Regions from separate parts of the Mus musculus genome. Here all the other regions are linked to region 4. Evidence: chromatin contacts called from public Hi-C and HiChIP or PLAC-seq data. All regions are on one chromosome and are shown on one strand. Each heading gives the region's core, a stretch centred on a gene start, on an enhancer-like site or on the middle of the called end of the contact. The rest is flanking DNA. Distances are from core to core; before and after follow the strand shown. Region 1 overlaps Scml4 (Scm polycomb group protein like 4). Region 2 has its middle 24 kb from the start of Mtres1. Region 3 holds the start of Scml4 (Scm polycomb group protein like 4). Region 4 holds the start of Pdss2 (prenyl (solanesyl) diphosphate synthase, subunit 2). Region 5 has its middle 18 kb from the start of Scml4.

What was found. Hi-C and Micro-C count contacts between places; a contact is called where the count stands out from the background. HiChIP or PLAC-seq counts read pairs in DNA pulled down with a chosen protein or histone mark.
Region 1: a contact with region 4 is called in an H3K4me3 HiChIP or PLAC-seq map of craniofacial prominence, with 4 times the contacts expected there. The contact joins the enhancer-like site here to the promoter of Pdss2 in region 4. A contact is called at or near these places in 7 of 39 promoter capture datasets (the 3T3-L1 cell line, 3T3-L1-derived adipocytes, cranial neural crest and 3 more), 8 of 484 Hi-C or Micro-C datasets (cerebral cortex, cortical neurons, embryonic fibroblasts and 3 more) and 23 of 115 datasets of contacts at active chromatin or transcription factors (the SCID.adh cell line, acute myeloid leukemia, astrocytes and 15 more).
Region 2: a contact with region 4 is called in an H3K27ac HiChIP or PLAC-seq map of differentiating embryonic stem cells, with 2.3 times the contacts expected there. The contact joins the enhancer-like site here to the promoter of Pdss2 in region 4. A contact is called at or near these places in 2 of 39 promoter capture datasets (3T3-L1-derived adipocytes and frontonasal cranial neural crest), 1 of 15 datasets of contacts at CTCF or cohesin (the NIH/3T3 cell line), 3 of 115 datasets of contacts at active chromatin or transcription factors (bone marrow-derived macrophages, differentiating embryonic stem cells and embryonic stem cells) and 1 of 9 other capture datasets (pancreatic islet).
Region 3: a contact with region 4 is called in a Hi-C map of muscle stem cells, with 2.5 times the contacts expected there. The contact joins the promoter of Scml4 here to the promoter of Pdss2 in region 4. A contact is called at or near these places in 2 of 484 Hi-C or Micro-C datasets (cerebral cortex and muscle stem cells), 3 of 115 datasets of contacts at active chromatin or transcription factors (effector CD8 T cells, embryonic stem cells and memory CD8 T cells) and 1 of 9 other capture datasets (adipose tissue).
Region 5: a contact with region 4 is called in a Hi-C map of muscle stem cells, with 4 times the contacts expected there. The contact joins the enhancer-like site here to the promoter of Pdss2 in region 4. A contact is called at or near these places in 4 of 484 Hi-C or Micro-C datasets (muscle stem cells, myocytes, nephron progenitors and 1 more) and 4 of 115 datasets of contacts at active chromatin or transcription factors (the SCID.adh cell line, embryonic forebrain and embryonic stem cells).

The regions. Positions count from the first base shown.
Region 1 is chr10:42,949,938-42,953,323 of GRCm38.p6, forward strand. The region is part of intron 7 of Scml4 (Scm polycomb group protein like 4); the gene reads left to right. Among named protein-coding and RNA genes, the nearest start is that of Gm5079, 40 kb to the right of the region's middle. Within about 2 kb of position 1,299, at least 110 of the 459 cell types and tissues checked have an H3K27ac peak or open chromatin away from gene starts, as enhancers often do. A contact at or near this core is called in craniofacial prominence, embryonic fibroblasts, embryonic limb bud and 2 more, where this site is marked.
Region 2 is chr10:43,515,512-43,518,868 of GRCm38.p6, forward strand. No RefSeq gene overlaps it. Among named protein-coding and RNA genes, the nearest start is that of Mtres1, 24 kb to the right of the region's middle. Within about 2 kb of position 1,745, at least 52 of the 459 cell types and tissues checked have an H3K27ac peak or open chromatin away from gene starts, as enhancers often do. A contact at or near this core is called in differentiating embryonic stem cells and pancreatic islet, where this site is marked.
Region 3 is chr10:42,857,982-42,861,790 of GRCm38.p6, forward strand. It overlaps Scml4 (Scm polycomb group protein like 4), which reads left to right and starts at 2,531. Exons shown (of 9, transcript NM_172938.3): 1 at 2,531-2,872.
Region 4 is chr10:43,219,736-43,223,148 of GRCm38.p6, forward strand. Pdss2 (prenyl (solanesyl) diphosphate synthase, subunit 2) reads left to right here and starts at 1,751. Exons shown (of 8, transcript NM_027772.2): 1 at 1,751-2,325. The coding sequence starts at 2,027.
Region 5 is chr10:42,840,741-42,844,187 of GRCm38.p6, forward strand. No RefSeq gene overlaps it. Among named protein-coding and RNA genes, the nearest start is that of Scml4, 18 kb to the right of the region's middle. Within about 2 kb of position 1,836, at least 47 of the 459 cell types and tissues checked have an H3K27ac peak or open chromatin away from gene starts, as enhancers often do. A contact at or near this core is called in the SCID.adh cell line and muscle stem cells, where this site is marked.

The sequences.
Region 1 (3,386 bases), core at 49-2,548, 270 kb before region 4:
AAAGGGCTTCTTCATTGTGGGGAGACAGGAGAGGGGGCCGGGATGATGCAGGCGACCAGTGAATGGTTTGGGGGTGTCCATGTCAGGCTGGTGGGGCTTTGGTTATAGTGATTGTAAACCACACATTTCTGAGCCCTTAGGGGATGAGCCGCCCGCTGGTGGTGGGATTTAGGGAACTAAAACTACTGGATATTTATTGAACACCATAGAAGTACACTGCCTAGCTTTGGAGCTAACTCTGACCTTTACAACCTTGTCCTGTTTGATCCTTGCTGCTTTTACTTGTAGACAACTAGAGACTGGGGTGTTCTGGTCTGCAGATGTCCACTGAGTACTTCAGCAGGGCTTTTTCCTCAGCAGGGCTCTTCTCAGGGCTGAGGGTGGAGCTGTGAACAAGGCAGAAGGATCCCATTCCAGAGAGACCTCAGGACGTTACTGTGATTACTGTTGGAGGTGGAAAAGTGTGGCCTGTGTGACGGGGCTGGAAGGGGAGGGGCTGGAAGGGGAGGGGCTGCAGGACAGTGCTGGAAGGGGAGGGGCTGCGGGACAGTGCTGGAAGGGGAGGGGCTGCGGGACAGTGCTGGAAGGGAGGGGCTGGAAGGGGAGGGGCTGCGGGACAGTGCTGGAAGGGGAGGGGCTGCAGGACAGTGTTGGAGGGGAGGGGCTGCGGGACAGTGCTGGAAGGGGAGGGGCTGAGCGACCTCCTCATCCTGGGAGTCAGGAAAGGCTCCAGTGTCCTGAAATGGGATCTACTGAAATGAGATTTGACATTTGAGCGTTTTGAAGGACAGGTGTTTAGAGGCTCCTGGTGGAGATCACATTGCTTCATGGGAAGCAGGTCGGGGCTAACAGTGTCAGTTTCTGGCTGAGAAGGAATGCAGCCCAACCTGGCTTGCTGGCCCCTAGGGACATCTTCTGTCCTGTTGGCAGGTCAGCTTGTCTTGAAGGATTAATAAAAAACAAAACAAATAGACAAAAAAAATCTGATTAGAATCTAAGGAAGGATCAGGGTTTTTCCTCTCTGGTCTCTGTCGCCTCGTAGTATCTTAAAAGCTGGAACTGAAAGAATGTAAAACAACTCGGTTTCAAAACAGATTAGACTGCTTAGACTGTGATGTGGGCTAGCCTGGGCACCTCACACTCTGCATAGCCTTGGACACACACCTGAGGCCTTCAGAAGTGTTACTTATTGTCAGCAGTCTGCACAGCAGTCTGTGCACTGGGTCATGTGGTGCCTGAGGTTGGAGGGAACACACACACACATACACACCACACTCTGGAGAAGTGCACAGCTGTAGGAGGTAGGAATTTCTGACTCCTGACTCATCCTGGCTTACCACTCCCTTGTTCTACTCTCCCACTCTGTTAGCTAAAGTTTCTCCTGAATTATGAATGAGCGAAAGGCAATTATGTGTGTGCTCGTGGGGATGCGTGAGAGGGAAAGAGATTTGCAGATGTGGTCTGAGCACCATGCTTCAGAAGGCGCCAGCGGGATTGCTTTTCAGCACGGAGTCAGTCGGTGGTCTCTTTTTCTGCTAACTGTGAATTCACCTTCAGGAGCAACAAGATTTAATTATGTACCCATTCACCACCGGGTCTCACTTTTCACGGTTTAACAGCCCACGGGGAGCAACATGACCAAGCACAGCTTCCCTAGTGCTGTGGACGGCGAGTGCTTTGCACGCTCCGTCCGCACAGGAGCAAGACTTGTTCAATACATCCAATCTCGTTCATCTGTCATGTCTGCCTGCAGCCCCTTCCTGTATTGGACTGGACCCATCTGTCTTCCTGACACCTTCCTCAGCAGCTGGCTGGAGCGGGGAGCCAGTGGTGTGTTGACTTTTCTCTGTGAGCACACACCTGCACCAGCTTTGCAAACCCACCGCTGGAACGTTCCATTGCCCTTCTCTGGAGCAAATGTACATGCTTTGGACCAGGAGCAACTGCCGAGGTGTGACTTAGCTTACCAGCTGCCCTGCCTAGTGTGACTGAAAGGCCCCTCAGAAACACCCATGAGCCAGTCTGGCTGTTCTTCCACCATCCTGTAAAAGGGGAAATGCCCACAGCTGGTACCAAGTCCCAAGCACAGATAGTACTTGCCTCAGTGCTCCAAGAGTCTTTACAGCCATCACTGAGAACACTCTCCTCAAAGATGACCAGGAGCCCTCTCTTGTGCTGTAGTCAGCGTCTGCTGTTCCTGACCTCGCTCAAAGGGCGGCCTGACCCTGGGCAGGATCTTATCAGTGGGCCGGACTTCCCCTCCTTCCTGCCAAGTATAGGAAATTAGATTTGACCTCCACTCTCATCCCTGCAGAATCATTCTTGGACTAAAGACTTCCCGCCTTTGTAGTCCGGACATCTATTACCACCCTGATTAACAGCCATGCTCCTGTGGGCGGGCCTCGAAGACAGATGTGATTTCTGTGCTTCTTCAGCCCCACGTTGAGTGCAGATGTCTTTAAATGGACTAAAAATCATCTTTCACTAGTGGGCATCCATGTTCCAAAAGCTCCAGTTCCTCAGTGAGATGCCTGGTGCCACACCACCTCATAGGACCCTTCCATGTCCAACAAGGAAAAAAATCAGGGAAAAACAAAGCAAAACTCAAATGAAATCTAGTTCTCAACTAGGACAAGTGCAGACATGAATCTTCCCAGGTCTATCAAGAGCAGGAAGGGGAGCACAGACGAAAACTGTTGTCTTAAGACTTAGGGAAGGTTGACAGGCACCGGCTTCTTAGCTCCTAGAATTTTCCTGTAGGGCAGTTGCTTTTTGTTCAGAATCCTGGCTTTTTTTTTTTTTTTCTAGCCTGGAAGTGGTGGCAAGGATCTCTCACACAAAGCTAGCCTCTTTTACAAAGCATATCGATCCATCTCACAGTCATCAATATCAAGAATATTTATTCTCTGCTCAGCTGTGGAGGGGGTCAATATAATATATGACCCTGGTAATGAGAGGACTTGGGTTGTATTGTTCACCAAACACCTTACACAAGACTAAGACGTGGAAAGAGCTTGATACATGATTGTAAAATAGACATCGGCGGATTCTTAAGGAGTTATATTAAAATATAAATATAAAATATAATATAATATAAAAGGTAGGCAGGTGATTGTACTACAAAGGATGTGGGACACATTCAAGAAGGATAGATAAAGGTCAGGTGGAGAGGTAGGTGATAGCAAGAAGGATGGCCCTGGTGGTCATGAAGGGGTCTGATGGCCCCGGGCTTGCATGCACGTGTGTTCATGTTCTCTCAAGATCTGGATCAAAGGCAAATTGTCTTCTTGCCTCAGGATCCGGATCACAGGTGTGCCCTCCATTCCTGGATTGTACTTCATTCCACATACAGTCAAGTTGACAACTGAGAATAGCCATCGCAAACA
Region 2 (3,357 bases), core at 495-2,994, 300 kb after region 4:
CTTGCAAGGTTTTGGTCATAGGCGAGTGGCAGAACTCACCAACTCCATCCTTCAGTGCTACTTGTATACAGAGCACAAATTGAGGCACTCTTCCATCTCCTTCCTGGCCTGGTGCCAGCCCTGCCTGTCCCAGCAGGACATCACTTCCTCGACCCCAGTATTTCCACCCTGTGTCACATGGGTTGTAGTTTCTCAAAGCTAACCTGGTAACAAAAAGATACATGTTTTCCCTCTGCTGGTTACAAATCAGCAACCTTTTAACAAGTAGCATGGTCAAGCTGGAGAGGCCCGTGGTTAGGTGCACTGGCTGCTCTTCTAGAGGACCCAGGTTCAATCCTCAGCTCGACACCATCTGTAATTCCAGTTCCAGGAGATCCAGCACCCTCTTCTGACCTACTTGACTACCACATACACATATGGTAGGGCATACACATACATGCAGGCCAAACACCCATTAAAATGTAAGGCATGGGGGGGGAGGCGTTGAATTAAGTGCAATCTTCTACTGCATGCATTTTTCTGCTTTGTAACAAGCTGTCTTTGGGTTTCCATTGCTGTGAAATGACACCATGGCCAAGAACTTTTAAGGACAACATTGGGCTGGCTTACGGGTTCAGAGGTTCGGTCCATTATTAATCAAGGCAGGGGGATGGCAGCATCCAGGTAGACACAGTTCTGGAGGAGCTGAGAGTTCTACATCTTCATCCAAAGGAAGTCAGGAGCAGACTTTCCTAGGTGGCTAGGAGGAGGGTCTCAAAGCCCACCCCCACAGCCACACACTCCAACAAGGCCACACTGCCTCATAGTGCCATTCCCTGGGCCAGGCGTATTCCAACCACTTCACAGCCTTAGTTTAGAGAGGTTGTCTTGGCCGGTGGGAAGAGGCAGGTTCTTTATAAGTTAGCATCAGGATGGCTTGGGGAGGGGGCGTTGTTTGGTTTGGTTTTTGTATTTTTGAGACAGATTGAGTGGCCTGGAATGCACTAGATCAGTCTGGCTTCAAATTCAGATCCTCCTGACCAGGTACTAGGATTGATATGTGCGCCACTGGGGCTACAGAGCTAGCTCAGCAGTGAAGAGCACTGGCTGCTCTTCCAGAGGATCCATCCAATGCCCTCTTCTGACCTCTATGGACACACATGATGAATGGATGGATGGATGGATTTCTTTTTTTTAAGATGTGCACCACCACTTTACTGGTTTTATTGAGACAAGGTCTTACATACAGCAGAGGGTAAGCTTAAACTGACTCCACCTCCAGGACTCCAGGACTACAAGCTCAATTTAAATTTTTAATTGGCTTAATTTTCATTTCTAGACTTGAAAATTTTGTTTCAAAAAATAGGATAAGAGGAAGTCGGGTTTTATAGTCAGGGAAAGGCTGACGAGAGCGGAAGCCAGGGAAGACTGAGCACGCTGAGCGAGGACCTTGGCTTGGTGGCTCTGTCTGTTATCCAAGCGTTTGGGAAGCAAAGGCCAGAGTGCTGCTTAGAGGCTAAGGTCTCAGATGACAAGGGGATGAATGCAGTAAGAGGCCCTGCTGCCTCCACTCAGCAGATGTCTTTGGATGGCCAGAGCTCCTGGGCCTGCTCCATAGCTCTGACTAGTCCTGCCCCCATGAGTTACTAGTTAAGCAGCCCATTGCAACCTGGCGGGAAGGTCCTGACTTAGCACAGACCTGACAGGTCTTGCCTGAAGCTGATTTGCAAGATGTGCGTGGGTGGGGCCAGATTGGACCTTGGCTGCTCCCTGTGCAGAAGGCAGCCAAGCTGCTGCAGGTATTAATGAAACTGGGCCCTGGCCTGAGGCACAGCCGCAGGACTACGGGCTTTCCTGACCCCCCTGATCCTCACAGGCAGCAATGATGTGGGTAAACACACTGAGCACTGACAGGGAGTCAGTGTGTGCTATTTCTGCTGCAAGGCATAAGGAGTTTCCATCCTTGGTTTTGACAAGCTGAAGTCTTGGTGCCAACAGAGATGATGCACTCCCGTATGCATAAGGCCTGTGGCCGTCAGTGGTAATACATTGCTCAAAGTTGGCATTTCAACCTTTGATTTCTCTGCTTCAGAATCAAGAACTAAGAGATTTTCCCTAGGACAGGGTTTCTTTATGTAGCCCTGGCTGTCCTAGAACTCCCTCTGTGGACTAGGCTGGCCTCGATTGCAGAGATCTGCCTGCCTTTGCCTCCTGAGTGTTGAGATTAATGGTGTGTGCCACCACTGCCCAGTGCCCCCCACCCCAATGTTGATAGGTTATATATTGTTTAATAGTGACTTTGATTTCAGAAACAAGTAATGCCTCTCTTTAAGAACCTCGAAAGAACACGTTCATTTTAGAAAACTCTTGTTTGCCCTGGCTGCAATCTTTCTCTTGTCTGACTTGGGGAGATAGTCTCAGTGTTGGTGCTTGCCAGTAATCCTAATACTTGGGAGGCTGAGGCCAGGGATCATGAGTCAGAAAGTTAAAAGGGGCAGAGGGCTGCTGGGAGCTAGAGATTATACTGGCAACAAATGAGAAAGCTGGCTCATGCCAGGGAGGTGGAGTAAGGTAATGAGTCTTGAAGTAGTGCCCACGGGAAGGCAGCCAACAGAACCATTGTAATGGAGAAAGCAAGAGTGTTACCTGTGGGAAATAGCCTGGGACGGTGTGCCTCTGAAAGAAAGCTGGAGAAATGTGGGACGATGCACTTTGAGGCAACAGTGTGAGGCAATGGATTAGACAGAACTCAAGACACAGCAAGGGAAAGAGCATGCGATGAGATCTATAATAAAGCTATAAAATAACTTTAAGCAAAACAGTGAAATGCATTCCACAAAAATGCATACAGGCAAAATGATACCTTGTCCGAGTAGGAGAAGATGAGTTGGAAATGTGTAGCGAAGTTGGGGGGTGGGGGGAAGAGGGCCTCAGAAGGACCGAGTGAGGGGACCGTGGGCCAAGGTGCTTCATAAGGAAAACCTCTCATGGGTGTTGGTAAATGTTTAACAGCTGTTGCTCTGGGGGGGGGGGGGGGGAGGGGTAACGAACCCTGATCTGCAGCGTTTGCTGATTTCCAAGAGCCACTCTGGAGCTATCGAGCAGTTCGCAAGCTGCTCGCGTCCTGGGAACACAGTGTTCCAGTCGTGCTCCCTGGAGATCATGCAGTTGGGAATTCTCTGACTGTAAAGCGGACCTTCACAGAGCCACGGTAAGGCGGGGTTCCTTTTTTGTTGTTGTTGTTGTTTTTGGTTTTGTTTTGGTTTTTGGGTTTTTTGGTTTGGTTTGGTTTGGTTTTCGAGACAGGGTTTCTCTGTGTATCCCTGGCTGTCCTGGAACTCACATTGTAGACCAGGCTGGCCTCAAACTCAGAAATCC
Region 3 (3,809 bases), core at 1,281-3,780, 360 kb before region 4:
GAAGTGGACACTTTGCCTTTTAAAAATCCTTTGGCTGATACTTTCCACCCCACGATTTTTTTTTTATTATTCTTACATGCTTAACTTAAATTTTTTTTTTGGAATAAAAAAACCCATTCAATATTTTTGTAAAACATTGGTAACTTAAGGCCTGTGGTGATGGCTAAGAAGAAAGGAATTTGAGTAACATTCTTACATGCACATACCATTAATCTCAGTAATATATATTTAAATATTTCAGGTTGGCTTTAGTTAATTTTAAGGTCATGTGTGATTGCCAAGTTGACCCATTGAGAGTCGAAGCAGCAACCCAGGCACACCTGGCTCAAGGACAAGCCACACAGACACAGTCTGTATGAAGATGGAGCATGCAGATCAGAGTGAGAGCCCCTCAGGATCTTCCTGGGAAAGAGAAACCAAAGGCCGTTGGAGTAAGAGTCTACCAAAGCCTTTTCTCTTTATAGGGTTTGATTCCTTAAGAAATGTTGATTTTATTTGTTGAAAGAGCCATATTCAATTGAACACTAGTTACCCGAGCTCATCTAAAATGCCCTTCAGTGGAACACTGTGTGAGACTGTATGACCATAGCTGTGGCTGGAACTTGGCGCAGGCCACATTTAAACCATCCATCAGGCCCTAGTGTCCTCCCTCTTCCCCAGGGCCTTACTCTATAGCTGAAGTTGCCCTGAGACTCCCCACATAGCCCAGGCTGGCCCATTTCTTTCTGCCTCTGGCTCCTGAATGATGACATCACAGTTTGTCGCCCACACCTGGCTGGCTTCTAATTTCTTTTCTCCTTCTCATCTTCTTCCTTAGGCTTCTTCTTTAAATGAACTAAGTTATAAGAAAGTACAGACACACCCCCTCCAAAACAAAACTTCCAAGACTGTATTTTCCTGAATGAACATCAAAACTCAACAGGTAAATAAAGGATGTGGATTCCTTCTTTTCCTTGTCTTCATTTTTACTTTTCCCCTTCAGTTTTATAACATATTTATTTCCAAAGGAAAAAACCCTCAATAGTTTAAATACGAGTCCAAAAGGGTTGCTGTAGGTCAGTGGCGAGCCATGATGCTGTCTTCGGCAGCTCACCGCCTCCCCTAAGGCCTCTTCCCATGAGGAGAGAGCTCTATGTCTCTTCCCATCTACGTTCCTTAACAGCGTGAGTCTGCACTTTGTTGTGAACGTGTTACTTTTCCATTTCTACATCATGAATTTCAGTCCAAAGCCAGTCCCATAACCCTAATAATTTCTACTTGGGCCAAACTGTCTGTATCTTTCATAAAATAGAAATTTATTGAGAGCTTCTATGGGCCAATCTTGTTTCACTAATCAGCCTTTGATTCCCTTGGATGTCAAAGGGGACACATACTACACTGTTGGTACAAATTTTTGACTCTTTATGGCACTTGGTAGGAATGGAGACTGCCATCCAAGCTGGGCCAGGCCCCGGCCAGCCTGGGAACCACCTTGGGGCAGAGGAGTCAGGGCTGTGGCAGGCAGCGGACCTAGGCAGAAAGGACACATGCCACCCAGGGAATTCCTTCTTTCTTAGTAAGGATAATGCTTTGACTTAAAAAAAACATCAATTTCCTGTATCTATTTAATTTGAGGGGACAAATTTACTTCACACTACATATGCATTCAAATTGTAGGTCCTTTTTAATTTTTCATACTCAGTAACTGGCTAAGCTGTGACCCAGACCTTCCAAATTAGTTTAATGTCAGTCCTGGCTACAAGCATGCTCCCTGTCCCTAAAAGCAAACCCGGTAGACAGCCTGTATTTGTAAACCAGGTATCTTATAAGACACACTTGAGACACATCCCATTTCCCCAGATGAGTCAAGTCAGCAGCAGAAAACCTCGACTCACTTTATAAAAAGAAGGGAGGAGAAAAGGCACCTTCTCTGGTGTAAACTGGTTTAGTGGACAGGCAGTGGGTATGGAGGAGAGACAGCAGCCCTTTCCCAGGCAGGTCCCAAGAGTGTTTGGGCATGGAGAAACACTTCCAGATGTGCACACACAGATGTGGATTAAACGTAGGATAGGCAGCTTTAGAGCTAACAGGTACAGCCACAGTGTGTCATCAGTACAGGTCCACACCTCTGACAACACACAGGCTTTCTGTTGGTATACCATTGTTCTTTCTTTCTTCTTCTTTTCCCCCCAAAGCCAAACATTAGCCTTGTCAGATCGTAACAGTCTTATAAGCCTGGTGTGGCCCTCACTGCTGCAAGACTGGGACAAAGAGATGATGTTACAGTCTGGTTTCTATGGCAACGGAGGAGGGGTAATGAAAACTGAAATGCAGGAAACACCCATTCTGACTATTGTGACATAATTCAGTTTCTTACAAGGAAGTAACTATCTAAGAAGCAGAAGTATCATTACCTGGCGGCTGCTGTTCACAAAAAGCTGTGCTGTGTATTTCTCTTAGCTGGTCTGTCTGTACAGAGGAAAGAAATAACACACACACACACACACACACACACACACACACACACACACACACACACACACAGAGTCCTCGCTTTCTGCATGTAAAATGTGTGTGTGTTCTTTAGAAGCCAGCGGTTGGCTGGTTTTCCGGACATGATGTGGTTGAAGCTGTCATCGTAATGGAAATTCACTGCTGTAGCTATGGTAAATCGAGTGTTCTGCCTGTACTGAATGCATTAGTCTAATGAGATGTTTGCAGCGGCGGCGAGCTGGGCTGCTGGCGACTAGCTGTGAGGCAGGCGTAGCACACGGGTGGAAGATAGCTTGTGCCATACTCGCAGTGTGTGTGCAGGAAGTCACCTGTCTTCTAAGCCACCACTCCAGACCTCAGCAAGCAACACCCTGGTCAGGGCTCTGTGACCAAGCTGTAGGTAAGGGAGACGCATGCTGGCGGGTGTGCTGTGGTACATTGTATGGCTCCTTCTCTTTGGGCTGGCGGCACAACAGGTTACCTGCTTTAGTTTATTTGGGAGGGTTTGCATGCCTGCCTCTCTGGCAATGCACGAGTGTCTGGTGCTAAAACTACTGAGCCCGGTGGGTAAACTTCGGATCCTAACATGCAAAATATAATGTTTGATTTTTTTTAACTATATATCAAAGGGAGATTTAAAGTAAAAACACAGTTTATAACCATTTTTGACATGTATACACTTAACCTCTCTTTAAGTCTATATGTAAATATGTGCAAATTTTTTATTATTTCAAACATGAATATGGTTTTTTTCCTAATAATAATTTTGTCTTATTTTGTATTATTAATTTAAAATTTGTAGTATGGATTAGGTTACAAATATTTACCTAAAATTGATTATTAAAATTGGCTGTGATATAAGCACTCATCAAAGCATTTGTTTTCAAATTGAATTTTATTTACTTGTGTTGAATGCTGCAGATGGGATATTTCATGTGTTTTTGTTGGTTGCTGATGTACCAGTCATAGATAAGGAGAGTATTAATTGTTTGCAAGTTCCTGCTATTAGTTTTTTTAGGAGGAAATAACTAACAGGTTAGTATGGAATGTTTGGAGTTTCCCCAAGTTCAAAGACAAAGTCACCTCCTCCCCTCACACAGTCCTATGTGACCCCAAATAGCTTCCACTCATTCTGCCTGCAGCCCCGGGTGTCGTCTACAGGTTGCTCTGCGGATGGACAGGACCAGTGGGTATGGCTGCTGAGTTAGCAGTTTTCACTCATCATTGATGCGCTTGAGTCTAAGTTCTTGCCGTTATTTTCGACAATAAGCCAGAGGTGGCGGCTTGCTGTGTTGTCTTTCTAGGGTCATGACATTTCTCAAGAGGGCTAGGACCAT
Region 4 (3,413 bases), core at 501-3,000:
TCTTAGAACTCTTTAGAATGATAAAATATTTCACCTTTTACATTTATTTTTACATAGTAGTATACTTGGATTTTATTGCTAGGAATCTTACATAGGAACTCCCTTATGGGGAGACTGTTTTTAAATATAATTCACCTTTAATTAATATGCTGTTTTATCTATGGAGCCCTCACTCTGGAGCCCTGGCTAGCCTAGAACTGGCTATGTAGACCAGGCTGCTCTTGAACCTAGAGATCCTTCTGCCTCTGCCTCCTGAGTGCTTGTAAGCACCACCATTCCTGGCTCAAAAACAGAATCTTTAAATCACAGGAGACTTGGCACTCAAAGGGAGTTTGCCGCTAAACCTTCTGTGGCTAAAAGCATCTTGTGTGAACAATTTCTCTTTGTTTTTCTAGTTCATTTACATAATGTGAGCTTAAAAAATACCAACTATGAATTTTGAAAGCTCACATGAATTTTAAAAACCATTCCTGAGTGTAAAATGTAGGTAACAAGTCGTTTATTATTTTTATATTACTGATCTTAATGTTACTTTTTTCTTCCCAAGGGATTGAATTTAAGGTTTTGTAATTTTTAATTTTTTTATGATTAACAAGGACTTCAACACTTGTTTTGTCTAATTAGAAAGGGCAAGATGCTAGACGTGCTTGAATAGGTGGCACCCGAAGAGCAGAGTGGCCCTCTGGCCCTCGTCTGTAATCCCAGGACTTGAGAGGTGGATGGGGTCAAGAAGTTACAGGTCAGTTTGCTACACAGTAAGAAGTCTCAGGCCACTGTGGCCTAGGGGAAAAAAAAAACGTTCCATCCAACACTGAAAGCGTCGTCACACTGACAATTTTACTTTAGCAATGAGAAAGAATTTTTGGTAACATATTACTTAATGTTGTGGTTAAGAGTATGTATTCAAATAACCAAATTGTTAGGTCGGGTATGTGGTTCCGAAGTAGAGCACTAGCCTAGCATTACTGCATGAGGCCTGGCCTCTATCCCTAGTACCCAAAGGAGAGGAGAAAAAAAGATACCAGATCCTCTAGGTTCACATTTTGCTTAATGTGACCATAACAACTTACAATTTGGCTGTGCCTCATTCCGTTCCCCCCCATCCCCCCTAAAATCCGGGGAATAGTATTATCTTTAAAACTCAACAAAAGATTAAGTGAGCTAATATGTGAAATGCACTCATGCCAGTGAATTTTCAGTCCCGGAGCAAGCGACGTTTCATTCCATTCTCACAGCATCCTTATTTTCTGGATTTTTCACAGAAATCCTGGCACTTCGGCCAGGAAGCTGAGGGAAGCAGGGCTCAGCCTCACCGATCCACTTGCGTTCCAGCTCTGGGGGGGCCGCGGAGGAGACGTCGTCGCCCAGCTAGCGGGGCCGCCCTCCCGGGTCCGCGGCCCCCACCAAGGGCCTAAGGCGCCCAGGAGCAAAAGGCTTCCGGACGAGCCTGCGCCACGGGCCTACGATCTCGCCGCGGACCCACGATACAGACATTTATTTACATAAGCTTCACTCTGCGTTGGGCCGGGAGAAACGCTGCAGAGACCCCGAGAGCGCCTAGATCCAGGGCTAGCGGGGTGCCAAAGGGCGGACACCGACGTCCTGGGGCACAGGCTCCCTTCCATCTCTCGCCTTCCGGTCATCACTGAGGGTCCGCCCCTTAGTGGGGAGGTCCCAGCTGTGCCGTAAAGTAAAGAGCACTCTTTGCCGCTCATCAGCCCGCCCCTATCTTTACGGCAGGCCGCATTTCATGCCTCCAACATGGCGCCCCCCATGTAGGCACTGGCTGTGGTTACCAGCGCAGGTATCCAGTGCAGTTCTGAGCAGCCGCTGGGGTTACGCCAGTCTGCGCTGCAGAAGCAGCAAACGTTATTCCTGGTTACGGCTCCAGAAAGCCATACTTCTCTGAGGGTTTGGAATCGCCGTCTCCTGTTAGATTCTGAAAGTTTCTCCTCAGCCCTTGTTTGCTTCCCGTGTCATTTCTGGCCACCTTCCTCAGGTCCCCGACCCTCTCAGACTCAAAACTATGAGCCTCCGGCAGCTGCTGTTGCGCTTGTCCGGTTACCTCGGGGCTTCAGGTCCCCCCAGTCGCCACTGGTGGTACTTCAGATCCCTCGACAGCATCTCCTCGGCGGGCTCCTGGCGCGGGCGCTCCTCCAGGTCACCGGCCCATTGGAACCAGGTGGTGTCCGAGGCGGAGAAGATCGTGGGCTACCCCGCATCCTTCATGAGCCTGCGCTGCCTGCTGAGCGACGAGCTCAGCAATATCGCCATGCAGGTGCGGAAGCTGGTGGGGACGGGACACCCTCTGCTTACCACTGCCAGGTGAGCGACCCATGGTAACTCTGGGTCTGGCCAGTTCCTTGATTCTAACTTTCTTTTGAACTTTTAAGGTATTCTTTGGTGTCCCTTTAACATTCTTCTACTTGGCCCAGGATAAATGGTTTTCGTAAAAGAAAAACTTGAACGTGTTTTACAGTTTCTCTTCACTTTTAGAGATGCAGATGCTTCATGGCTTGTCAAGGTATCAGAGATGTATACTTATTTAGTCACAGTCAAGAAGTGGTATTTTAAAAATGGAATAGAGCCGGGCAATGGTGGTGCATGCCTTTAATCCCAGAGCTTGGGAGGCAAAGGCAGTGCGATCTCTGAGTTCAAGGCCAGCCTGGTCTACAGAGCAAGTTAAGCTGTTTACCTACAGAAAGATTAAGACAAGAGAGACAGGCAGAATAGACAGCTCCGGGCAGTGGTGGCGCACGCCTTTAATCCCAGCACTTGGGAGGCAGAGGCAGGCGGATTTCTGAGTTCGAGGACAGCCAGGGCTACACAGAGAAACCCTGTTTCAAAAAACAAACAAACAAAAAAACCCCCAAATATCCAGGTATTGGACTATCTAGATTGAAGTCAGTTTCCTCTGACGCTTTTACCACTTAATGCCAGACTAGTGTTAAACTTGTCACTAGGGTTTAAAAAAAAATTTATCACTTAAAAAACAACTCATACCTCATGTTTCGTAGTTTATTTCAAGCACACAGAAAAGTTATGAGAATAAAACTAGTACAAAGAGGATTAGGGGAGATGTCTTTGCCAAAGTACTTGTTGAACAAGTCCTACAACCTGGTTTGGATCGCCAGCAACAAAAGTGGAGGTTTTTCATACCAGTACTGAGGATGTGAAAACTGGAGATCTCTGCAGTGTGATGGACATTTCGTCTAGCTAAACCAGCAAATTCAGTGCTAAACAAGAAACTCCTTCTCAAACTCAAAAGTGAAAAAGCAAACAAGAGCTGGACAAAAAGATGGCAGGTGGGCTTATGAATGTTCAAAACCACTAGCCATAGGAGAATTGCAGATTTACATTACTATGAGATCTGTCACAAAGTTAAGAGGAATGAAATACAGATTTACAGAAGG
Region 5 (3,447 bases), core at 586-3,085, 380 kb before region 4:
ACATACAGAAGCGAGGACGACTTGGGTGGTTGCATTTCCCTCAAAGCCCACCTGGTACAGGTGAGGACGGATGAAAGTTGTGTCCTTGGAGGGTCCTGCACAACTTGTAGGCAGCTGTCTCCCCAAGAGCCCCCCACTATCTACTGCTTATGTAGCCTCAGCCCTGTGAGCCCCATACATTCCTTGAGTGTCCTGAACGTCCCCCTCTCTCCAGGGGCGGAGGAATGTATCATTTCACACAACAATCCCTCTCTTCCCCCCTCATACACGTCCGTGGGCAGAGGCTGGTTAAAGCACAGGCTCGCAGCACTCCACATGTTCACCACAGCACATGTAAACTGCTTCAAGTCCAAGGCCTGCCTGGGTTACAGTGTGAGACCATTTCTGAAAATAAAAACGGCAGGAATAGTGACACATGCCTTTGATCCCAACACTTGGGCAGATCTCTGAGTTCAAAGCCAGACAGGACTACACAGAGAAACCCTGTCTCCAAAACCCCCCAAAAGATCACAGATCCTATCATATACAAAACACATGAAATACAGCTAGTCTGGAATATCCTTGATAGCCTGGCAGTCTGGAGCCCCAGGAGAGTGGCTCTTCAGTCTGGAGTCAAAAGGCATCTAATGGCAGGATTCCTTCCTCAGGAAAGAATGAGCCACTTCCTTAAGGCGTTCACCTGATTGGATGAGGCCAGGAAGGTGGGTAATCTGCTTGACTTGATCTAGTGGTTTAAACATCATTGCCCTTAAAAACCAAAACAAACAAACAAACAAAAACAAAAACAAACAAAAAGCCCCACCTCATAGCAACATCTCAGAAGCATTTGGGTAAAATCCAGACAGATAATCATAGCAAAACTGACGAAGAAAATCAGTCCCGTGAACACAGTGCTGGCTGCCTCCGCCCTTTAACAGCCTGGGGCACAGGAGGAGCTGAGGCAACTCTGGCTTCGCACTCAGGACACCTCCTACTGGAGGGCTGCTTGGTCTAGAGACTTATGGAAGGGCCATGAGGCTGAAGCTGCTGACGTCAACTGAGAGCGCAGGTTTCCGTCCTTTTGTTTGAGTCAGCAAGCCGAGCTGGGAAGTGCTGCGCTCGGGGGATGAGGAAGACATTCTCGGTGTACAGTCTTTTACTTGCACCTTAATTTTTTTTCACCTGATGTATATATTTTGCCTGTGAGATAGTGAGCCACGTGGTGTAATGCCCACGGAGGCCAGAAGAGGGTGCTGTGGCCCGGCTCCACCTGGAATTGGAGTTACAGACAGTTGTGGGCTGGGAACGGAACCAGATCCTCTGAAAGAGCAGTGAGTGCTCTTAACTGCTGGGCTGTCACTCTCGTCCTGTTTACACCTTTCAAACAAGCTCTATATTTGAGATGTCAATGACAGAAACCTCATGTGAGCTGAATATGCTTTACCACTGGCTACCTCCCCACCACTTAAGCCTATTTGAAGAGACAGAACCATCCTGTTCCGCCCAGGGGGTCATGTGGTGGGGTCTGAAGACACTAACTAGGCTGCCTTGACCTCACTAGAGCAGACTTCATTTGGCAAAGATGTCCTTAGACAAGGTTGTAATCTCTCCTGGGACATCCAGCCAGAGGCTTCATTTGCAGCAGGAACTGAGGACAGGGCAGATGCCGTGAGCAACTTGCGGTGGTAGTCACTGCAAAGTGACACTGAAAGTGATACTTTCAGATCAGTGGCCACTGAGGAAGCACTGTTCCCTGGGGACCCCCCTCTCCCTTGCTGGATTTTGGGATCAGGAACGCGTACATGCTTGACTAGCTATGGCCGCCAGGGGGCGCGAGGTAGCTGAGGAGGGTTGCTGGATGCTCAGGGTACCTGGCCCATGCCCTGAGTCCCACAGTGCTGTCCTCTATTTCCAGGACTCCTCCCAGCTATGTTCCTGCGGCAGCCCCTCTGGAGTTCAGGGTGGCTTGACCCATCTAGTTTTACAGGGCTGGTTCCGACTATCTCCCACCCTAGAGCCAGCTGCTTCTTCAAGGCTCTCTGGGAGCTGATGACAGTCGCTGTTCCTTCTCTTTTCGGCTGAGGTGGATAGCGCCAACCTCGTCCTCCTAAGGTGGGAGTGGACAGCTACCTTCACAGCTTCTGAAGAGCAGGGCCTTGGGGCCCTGGAGAAGGACTCAAAGGTCACCTGGCCATGCTGCAAATTCTATCCTTACAGGCACCCCATCACACTTATCTACAGCTCTGTCTAGAACTTACTGTGCGACGAAGATTAAGGTTTTACAAAAGGATACTCAATTAAATGTGAATTTCAGATAAACAACAAATTAATTTTTGTCATGTATATCCCATGAAGTATCTGAGACATATAATAACACAAAAAGAAATTCCTTATTTTTCTGATAAGCAAATTCAACTTTGAATCCACTGTTTTTTTGTTGGTTTTTTGTTTGTTTGTTTGTTTGTTTTTGTTTTTCCTGGATAGGAATGAGTTTTGGTGGAGGCAGGCAGGGAAGGGTTGGGGCTGAGGCAAAGTAGGCATGAAGGCTTGTAAGTTTTCTTAAAAGCCTTCTCTCTGTTACAGGAAGCTGTGGTACAGCTCTGCCCTGTGGCATTGGCTCCTCTCACATCGCCAACTCTTTCACTGATTAAAAGGAAGAGAAAAGAAACGAACCATCTTAATTATTTTAATCAGCAAAAATTGTGGCTCTTGATGCCTATGGCCTGTTTCCTTCTTGGGGACCTTAATAATTTGTATAATAACGTTTTAATTGTGCAAATCTGTGTTTTGCTATTTCAGGGCATTTGCTTCTGCACTGGGCTCTGAGCCACACAGGAACTGTCCCACTGGGCAGGAATATGACTGTCCTCATTTCACCTCTACCAGCCCTGAGCCAAGAGCCTTCTGGGAACTTCACATCTGGACACTGAGTTCACACCCAGTGAGTGGTGCACAGAACTCTGTGTCCATTACATGGCATTTGGGACAGACTCAGCCCAGTGTAATGGGGCAGATCTCTTCAAGGATCCCAGTAACACTGGTTGCCCTGTGCATAGCTCCTCTCTCACCCCTCTGTAGGGTCCCATCTGAGATGAGACTGGCTCTGCCATAGATACTTGCTTCTGTGGTCACGACCTTCATGCAAGTTCGTTTCATGTCAAATTTATATAAGATACACTGGAATTTGGGGAGAGAAAAACCTCAGGTGAGAAAGTACACCTAACAGATGGGCCTGTGGGGAAGGCTGCGACTCCTTTTTGTGTTTTTCTTTTGATAAATGACTGTTGTGAGAGAGCCCAGCCCATTGTGGGTGGTACCACCCTTGGGCTGGTGGTCCTGGGTTCTATAAGAAAGCAGGTTGAGCAAGCCACAGGGAGCAAGCCAGTAAGCAGCATCCTGCCATGTCCTCTGTATCAGCTCCTGCCTCCAGGTTCCTGCCCTGATTTCCCTCAGAGATGGTCTGTGAGG